Linked DNA regions of Zea mays: region 2 is linked to region 1. A link is a contact called in public Hi-C data. All regions are on one chromosome and are shown on one strand. The core of a region is the stretch at or near the end of the contact, and the rest is flanking DNA. Distances in the headings are between cores, read along the strand shown. Region 1 holds the start of LOC103641574 (indolin-2-one monooxygenase-like). Region 2 holds the start of LOC100217064 (Vacuolar protein-sorting-associated protein 11-like protein).

What was found. A called contact is a pair of places that touch in the nucleus more often than the background predicts.
Region 2: a Hi-C map of leaf shows a contact between it and region 1, with 5 times the contacts expected there. The contact joins the promoter of LOC100217064 here to the promoter of LOC103641574 in region 1. A contact is called at or near these places in 3 of 25 Hi-C or Micro-C datasets (ear, leaf and tassel).

The regions. Positions count from the first base shown.
Region 1 is chr10:110,381,282-110,385,207 of Zm-B73-REFERENCE-NAM-5.0, forward strand. It overlaps LOC103641574 (indolin-2-one monooxygenase-like), which reads left to right and starts at 1,825. Exons shown (of 3, transcript XM_020545777.1): 1 at 1,825-2,419; 2 at 2,502-2,948; 3 at 3,068-3,888. The coding sequence starts at 1,892. The coding sequence ends at 3,754.
Region 2 is chr10:110,776,644-110,780,569 of Zm-B73-REFERENCE-NAM-5.0, forward strand. LOC100217064 (Vacuolar protein-sorting-associated protein 11-like protein) reads right to left here and starts at 1,939. Exons shown (of 5, transcript NM_001359554.1): 1 at 1,539-1,939; 2 at 807-980; 3 at 344-670. The coding sequence starts at 1,781.

The sequences.
Region 1 (3,926 bases), core at 575-3,074:
ATATTCTTCTTATCCGATGGTAGATAAATTATTGAGATTACTCTTAACTCTTCCTGTGTCAACTGCGACCAAAGAGAGAGCCTTTTCAACTATGAAATTTGTGAAGACACGTCTTTGAAGAAAAATGGGAGATGCCTATTTACATGATTATCTGGTCGTTTATATTGAAAGGGAATTAACGGCAACGATTTGTTCTGATGATATTATCAAGGCCTATGATCTAGCTAATACACGTATAGCTAAATTCAAAATAACTGAGATGTAATTTTATTTTGTTTGACAAGATAGATGTTGTTTCATTATAGTGTTTTTTAATGAAGATTATATATCAATATATACATTGTGGTTGGTTCTCTTGCCATTTTTATATTGTGTCTTTGTTGGTTTGGTCGCTTGGAGGCTAAGCCTGCCCCCTCTGTCTTCGGATCCTGGCTTCGCCCCTGAATAAAGGGATCAATTGGTGCTCCCGTTGCTGAGAGCTAGTCCAACGGGCACTCGACAAAAATAGAGTCTTTGCCGAATACCTCATAATACACTTCAAAGGAACTGGCAAAGGGGCCATGGGAGGCTTCTTTGCTGAGACCCGGTAGAGAAGAAACTCGGTAAAGAGGGAGCCTTTGCCGAGTGTCCGTGACACACTCAATAAAGTCTCCGTCACCGTCACCGTCATATAGTGCCGCGACGGCAAATTTTCTTTACCGAGTGCTACCGTGACACTCAGCAAAGTCTTTGTCGAGTGTCCGATAAAAAGTACTCGATAAAGAAGCCACTGTCGATGTACAGTTCACCGAGACTTCTTTGTCGAGTGTTACACTCGGCAAAAACTTTGACTACTATTTTTCAAACAATTTCAAAGTCTTTGTCGAATATAAATTGATTGTTTAAGGGCTTAAACAATTTCAAACAAAAAAGTTGTCAACTACAAAGTTGAATAGTTTCTTTTTAAGTTTTACAACTTTTATTTTGGTACTTTTTCGATCCGTGGTCATTTGCAAAATTTGTATTTTTAAAGTTGACAAAATCAAATGCAATTGTGAGAGCCCAAATAATTTCAAATGAAAAGGTTGTAAACTACAAAGTTTCATAATTTTTAGAGATCTACAATTTTTATTTTAGTGGATTTTTTTATACGAGGTCATTTGAAGAACTCAACAAATTCGATTTAAAATGATTTCTACGGTACTGCGTGGTTCCTTAATAAAATCGCTAGTAGTAATGCACGATTTGTACTGACGGTTTTCTTAAGGAATTGTTAAGTAATTGCTAGTACAAATTATAAATATGATTTCTACCGCTAGTGAAAATGTGTTTTCATTGATGGTTCTTAAGTCGAAACGGCCAATTTATTTTTATTGACACCCGATAACCAAAACCGCATCTAAAAATTAGACCTCACACCAACTATAGAGCTCTTTGGTACTAGTATCCTCTATGGATAGAATTTGTTATATACAAAGTTATTCAACCGGATCCCTATATTTGCATTTATAGATAAGTTTGGTACGATGATTGTAGCTGACATGTACATGTATTTCGCTCTCCTAATATAAATATAAGATATCACCCTGACATATTTTGACAACAACCACTAATTTGGCTGACCTCCTATTTCAACTTCCAGCCTCTACGAGAAGCACATCGTTTTGCATGCATGAGCTGGTCAAAATGCACGTGGATCTCTTGCCTCTACTGTGGCCACCCTCCATCCGATTTCACCAAGTATTCGTACCCAAAATGCACCGGGGGGTGGGGGGGGGGGGGGGGGGGGGGGGGTTGTTAAATCTTTTCTCATACATATATACCTCTCACATGCATCTATATAAGTTCATCCCCCAAGGACGGCAGCATCTCAGTTACCACACTCCTCGAAAACTTTTGAGCTCAAAGCGGCATGGCACATGAAGCAGCAATAGTTATTGATCAGCTCGCTGGTGATTCACCGTCGGTGAAAGCAGTTTTGTTACTACTCCTGGTCCCTGTCCTCCTGCTCTGGGTCCTGCTGCGCTACTTCTCTTCTGGGGCAACGACTAATAGTACGAAAGGAAAGAAGAAACTGCCTCCGTCACCGCCGGCGCTGCCGCTGATCGGACACCTTCACCTCGTCGGCGCGCACCCGCATGTCTCTATGCGGGGCCTCGCCGCCCGGCACGGTGGCGAGGACCTCATGCTGCTCCGCCTCGGCACGGTCCCGACGCTTGTGGCGTCGTCCCCGCGCGCCGCACAGGCGGTGTTGCGCACGCACGACCAGTCGCTAGCCTCACGGCCCCGCTCCATCTTCGGCGACATCCTCGGGTACGGGCCGTCGGACGTCGGGTTCGCGCCCTACGGCGAGGGGTGGCGGCAGGCCAAGAAGCTGGTCACCACGCACCTGCTCAACACCAAGAAGGTGCAGTCCTACCGCGCCGCCCGCGAGGAGGAGGTAATTAGTTAATAACTGATCACGTCTTAGCTTGTCATGCACCGATCGAGAACGAGATCACATGCCAGCCGCACGTACGCAGGTGGGAGTGGTGATCGACAAGATCCGCCGCGCAGCCATGACAGGCGCGGCGGTGGACTTGAGCGAGGTCCTGAGCTCGTTCACGACCGACATGGTGTGCCGAGCCGTGGCGGGGCGGTCGTTCAGGGTGGACGGCCTGGACAAGGTGTTCAAGGACGTGATGGACGCGAGCATGGCCGTCCTTGGGGGCTTCAACCTGGAGAACTTCTACCCTGGCCTGGCCAAGGTGGCCGGCGGCGTGCTCATGTGGCCGGGGCGGCGCAAGGCTGAGAGGCTCAGGGACCGGTGGGATGAGGTCCTTGATAAGGTGATCGACCAGCACGCGAGCGAGGCGGCCGCCGGTGGACCCCCGGCGACACGCCGCCTTGAGAGTGATTTCACCCATGTGTTGCTGGCCGCGCAAGAGGAGTACGGGCTCACCAGAGACGGCATCAAGGGAATCATGGCTGTGAGTTTGCCAACCTCTCCATTTGTTAACCTTCAGATGGTTGAAAAATAGACAAACTTGTAGTGGTATAACATTATTTCTAGGGAACCTTCATTCACATATATATGAACTACGTACAGGATATGTTCGCAGCGGGCACAGACACAGCGTACTTGGTACTAGAATTCACCATGGCCGAGCTGATGCAGCACCAGGACGTGATGGCGAGGCTACAGGCAGAGGTGAGAAGCAGCATGCCGGCGAAGGGGCACCACCAAGGACAAGGAGCCATCACAGAAGAGTACCTCGCCGGAATGCCATATCTGAAAGCCGTCGTCAAAGAGACGCTCCGCCTGCACCCGCCGTCGCCGCTCCTCCTCCCGCACCAGTCGCTCGAGGAGTGCGCCATCGACGGCTACGTGGTCCCCGCCGGCACCACCGTGTTCGTCAACGTCTGGGCCATCGGCCGCGACCCGAGGCTGTGGGACGCCGCAGAGGAGTTCATGCCGGAGAGGTTCGTCGTCGACAAGGGGGCCACGGCGACGGCGGCGGAGGGCGTCGTCGATTTCAGGGGGACCGACTTCCAGTTCCTGCCGTTCGGGTCCGGGCGAAGGATGTGTCCTGGGATGAACTTCGCCCTGGCCAACGTCGAGATCATGCTGGCGAATCTCGTGTGCCATTTTGACTGGAGGGTGGAGGGAGGAGCGAATGACATTGACATGACGGAGGTGTTCGGATTAACTGTGCACCGAAAAGAGAAGCTCGTTCTCGCTCCAAGGTTATGGTCCTGTTCCTGTGCTGCTGCTCAACCACCAATGGAGGGCTAAGTCAACCCTGCAGAACAATAACCTGAACATGCGTCACATGTGCCGCATATTTTGCTCTATATCTGTCTACGTACCATAAGAACCGACACGGGAATAAGTGTTACGGGTAATTCAGGCAATTCGGCCGACGGGGATCTTCATGATTTATGTTGTGTATGTAATATATATATAT
Region 2 (3,926 bases), core at 689-3,188, 400 kb after region 1:
ATAGATTGATCTTTGCTGAACTCCTAGGTACAAACTAAGGACTTTATATAGTCCTGTACAGGCGCACACAATCTGTTGCCGCCCCTACTTATCCTCTAACAAACTCCTAATATCTCTCCTTTAATATCTAATCTAACAAACTCCTCATCCATCTACTCCTGATCTCCTGGCGAGGCCTGGCCTATAGGCTGTTTGGGCCGCCTTCCATATGTTTTACCCACCATAACATAGTTCAAGTTGTGAACTGCATCCTAAAGCACATAGGCTACCAACAAAATTATGGCCCATATTGCTATAGGATTAAATGAAAGGAAAAAATATGTGTGACAAAATTCATCCTTACCATACGGTCACTCATTGCTACAGCATTCGTCTGACAACCAATCTGATCAAGTGTTTGCCTCCTTGGTGGTTGAATATGCAAGCTGAACAAGGTTACAGAACCAGGAGTTACAGAAAAGAGCTGGTGTGCTTGCCCCTCAACTCGAAAACCAAGACCAGTAATAGGCAAACTAGTGCTGCCATCTGAAGCAGCCTCAACTTGCAACTTGAAACGTGTAATACGCTCACGTGCAATGTCACCTTTGATGCAATAAATGAAACCATTGTCCAGTCCAATGGCAATCATCAGTATGGGTGGTGCTTCTTCTAGAACCATAAATGATGTAATCTGCAAAACACAGCAAAATATGCCAATTACACTCAAATCAGATGTTACAATCTGTCATATATACGAAATATATAACAGAGATCATGTGACATACAGAACATGTGAATCCAAATAGAAAATAAAAGAGAGAATTTACCTTTGCTTGAGGAAATTGATCAGTGAAGATCCGCAAAATTTGAACACAGAAAGGAGTTGTTGTGCTTGATCCTTCTTCTTGTACTTTATCGAGGTCAAAAACCTTTAGACAGATTGCTGATGCCTGAGAAGATGACTGGTCATCGTCTCCAACCGTGACAAGAACATTTCTTTGCTGAATAAACAGAGCAATATAAGTTGTTAATTAGGTTCATTATGCAGCTGTAGTTATCACAACAAAACTGTACAGTGTGAATAAATGTTTGACACAGCGGTAAGGGGCAATTCGTAGATCTCAATTAGCAAATGATAAATAAATAAATGGCACTGGCACCGCAATTGAACAGGGTTTTTTTCCGCAGAGTATGGAATCTGATAGGCCAGAATAAACAAGATCACTGATCTTGAAAGTTGACAAAATCAACTAATCTAACAAGATTTTTGGCCAATTTCAGGAAAGATTTCTGGCATTGCTTAGCCACAGTACAAGACTTAGGTGGCCATCCAAGATTGGTAAAACTCACATGTCTTGTCATACCTAGCAGCTGATTTTAGTAAGAAACAGGTAATTTTTGTTTCTAAAATGCACCCGAATTAGTGAATTACACATGATCCAGTGTGAAGAACCACTAAGTAGTGTTCTAGCCAGTAATTTGACGAGAAGTTGCATAAATTTGCGAGGTGGCCGCGAACGCCGGTGCTTCAGATGCGCAACGAGGGTTCTGGGCGGTACCTTGAGCTGCTGGAGGAAGAGGACCGAGGAGGCGTAGGCCTGGAAGCCATAGGAGAGGCGGAACCCGCGGTCGAGAAGGCCCACGGTGCCGTCGTCGCACCCCACCGCGACGCGGCCCCGGCCGCCCGAGCAGCAGGTGACTCGGCCCGCGATCTCGGCCGGCACGGCGGCGGCTGAACCCCCGCCGCCGCCGCGGCCGGCAGACTTCTCCTCAAAGAACTCGAACTTGCGCCACTGGTACATGTCGGGCCGACGTGATGCGGCGGATCGGGGCCGGAACGGCGTGCGGCTTAGACGGGAACTCGATCGGGCTCGGCGACCGGCTGGGGTGCAGGACAGCAGGAGGGAGGGACGAGGCCGATGCGCTGGAACCGGTTGCCTACGCGCGCCGCGTGTGGTGCGACCGCAACTGTGAGAAAAAATCTTTATTTTTATCTTTAGTTCTTTACTACTCCCTGTGCTTTAAATTAAAATTTATTTTAGATACTTAACGGGTGCTTGAATGTACTAAAACTAACAGTTAGTGGATAAAATTAGTTGAGACATCCAAATACCCTATATAATAGTTCAAATATTAACTATTATTAATAAATTAGTTAATAGTTAGGTAGCTATTTATTAGCTAGCTAATTCTACTAACAATTTTTAGCTAACTAACTATTAGTTCTAGTGCATTCAAACACCCCCTTAATATATTTATATAAGTATGGGTTATATATATATATTTATATTCATCATCATCTAATTAATTATAAACATAAAAACAAAAGCCTAAAAAATACTATTTTGGAACCGAGAAAGTATTATAAATCACCAGTTTCAATAGTTTAATGGTCGTCATGCATCATCTTTTTACAAAAACCCCCTTCAACGAGGCCTAGGCCTGGCTGAGCCAGAGTGTGCCATGCCGAGTAGGCGGTTGACGTCGTCGCGTCACTTCTTCATGGCCCCCGGTGAGGCCGTGGACCTTGGGGGTGGCGCAACAACTCTCTGGCCGCTGACAGCGCCCCGCGCCTCAGGCGCAGCCCTATACGCCCTGGACGTCTGCGCGGGAGTGTGCTGCCGCGCAGAGTGCACAGCAGCGGCTGCAACAGGTGCAGGGAGATTGGTGGCCTGCGATGTGGAGGAGGCAGCTTCCTCCTCCAGCATGAAGTCCTCGGGCATGAGATCATGGTGCTCGACGATGTGAACTATGGCGTCGAGCAGAGAAACAAGCAAAAACCTAAAGCCTAGGCCCCCTACCTGGCGCGCCAAATGTCGGAGAGGAAATTCTCCGGCCGGGTGGCGTAACGCACCCACCCTAAATCCTAAGATGAGGAGGGGCCTAAGCGTTTTGCCTGCTAGCTAGATGGACGATAAACACAAGAACACACAAGGGTTTAGCGTGGTTCGGGCCGCTGCAGCGTAATACCCTACTCCACTGTGTGTTGTATTGAGCTTGAGAGCTTGTATGAACTTGTGAGTTTGAGTGAGTGTGAGCGTGTCCGTTGGGTCTGAGTGAGCTTGCCTTGTAATGTCGTGTGCCCTCCCTTTTATACCTCAAGGGGGGCACGTACAAGGATGCTAAGCTCCGACATGTGGGCCCAGGAGCAAAATGGAGGGATTATATATAGAAGTATCCAATGCCAGTGTCGCCCAGAAGATCTCCGAGTGCCATAATGTCTGTAGTGCATATAGTATTAATATCTCGCGGCCGCTTCCTCGGTGACGCGCGAGTCATGATGAGCATGGTGTACGCCGCAGCGCGGGCGTACTGCCTGCCAACGGAATGGATAGGCACGCCGCCTGCAGGGTGGCCTGATCGCCGTCCGTCAGTGGAGTGGACATGGCACATTAAATGCTGAGGCGGCACATCGCCTGCCAGTGGAATGGACAGGGCACATTAAATGCTGAGACGACACATCGCCTGCCAGTGGAATGGACAGGCGGCATGCCTTATCCGCAATAAATGTGGCGGTCGCGCGGCCCAGAGGCCTTACGTTAGGCTTCACCCGCTGGCTTACGTCACGGGCAGTAGGCCACGTGGCAGCATCGGCGCTCTGCCTGAACGGGGAGCAGAGGCGTACGTGGTATGGTCCGGACACGTGTCAGCTCCGGACCCCCGCCTGGCCTTGATTAAGGCCTAGGTATTCTTTGTCCCAAAATCCCGGGACCCCGCCGTGAGTGGCCCGGACCCCACACAGAGGGGTCCGGACCCCAGCCGGGGGGGTCCGGTCTGCACCCGTGGAGGTCCTGGACCTTACCCGGACGTACGGTCTGCATATACAGGGGTCCGGCACTTTCCCATGGGGGTCCAGACCCACTGTTGATACCTTGGAGGATATTTTCTTCTCTAGCCACGCGGCGGCCCTGGAGCCGTCCACGTGGTGGGGTCGGGTGCTGTTCACC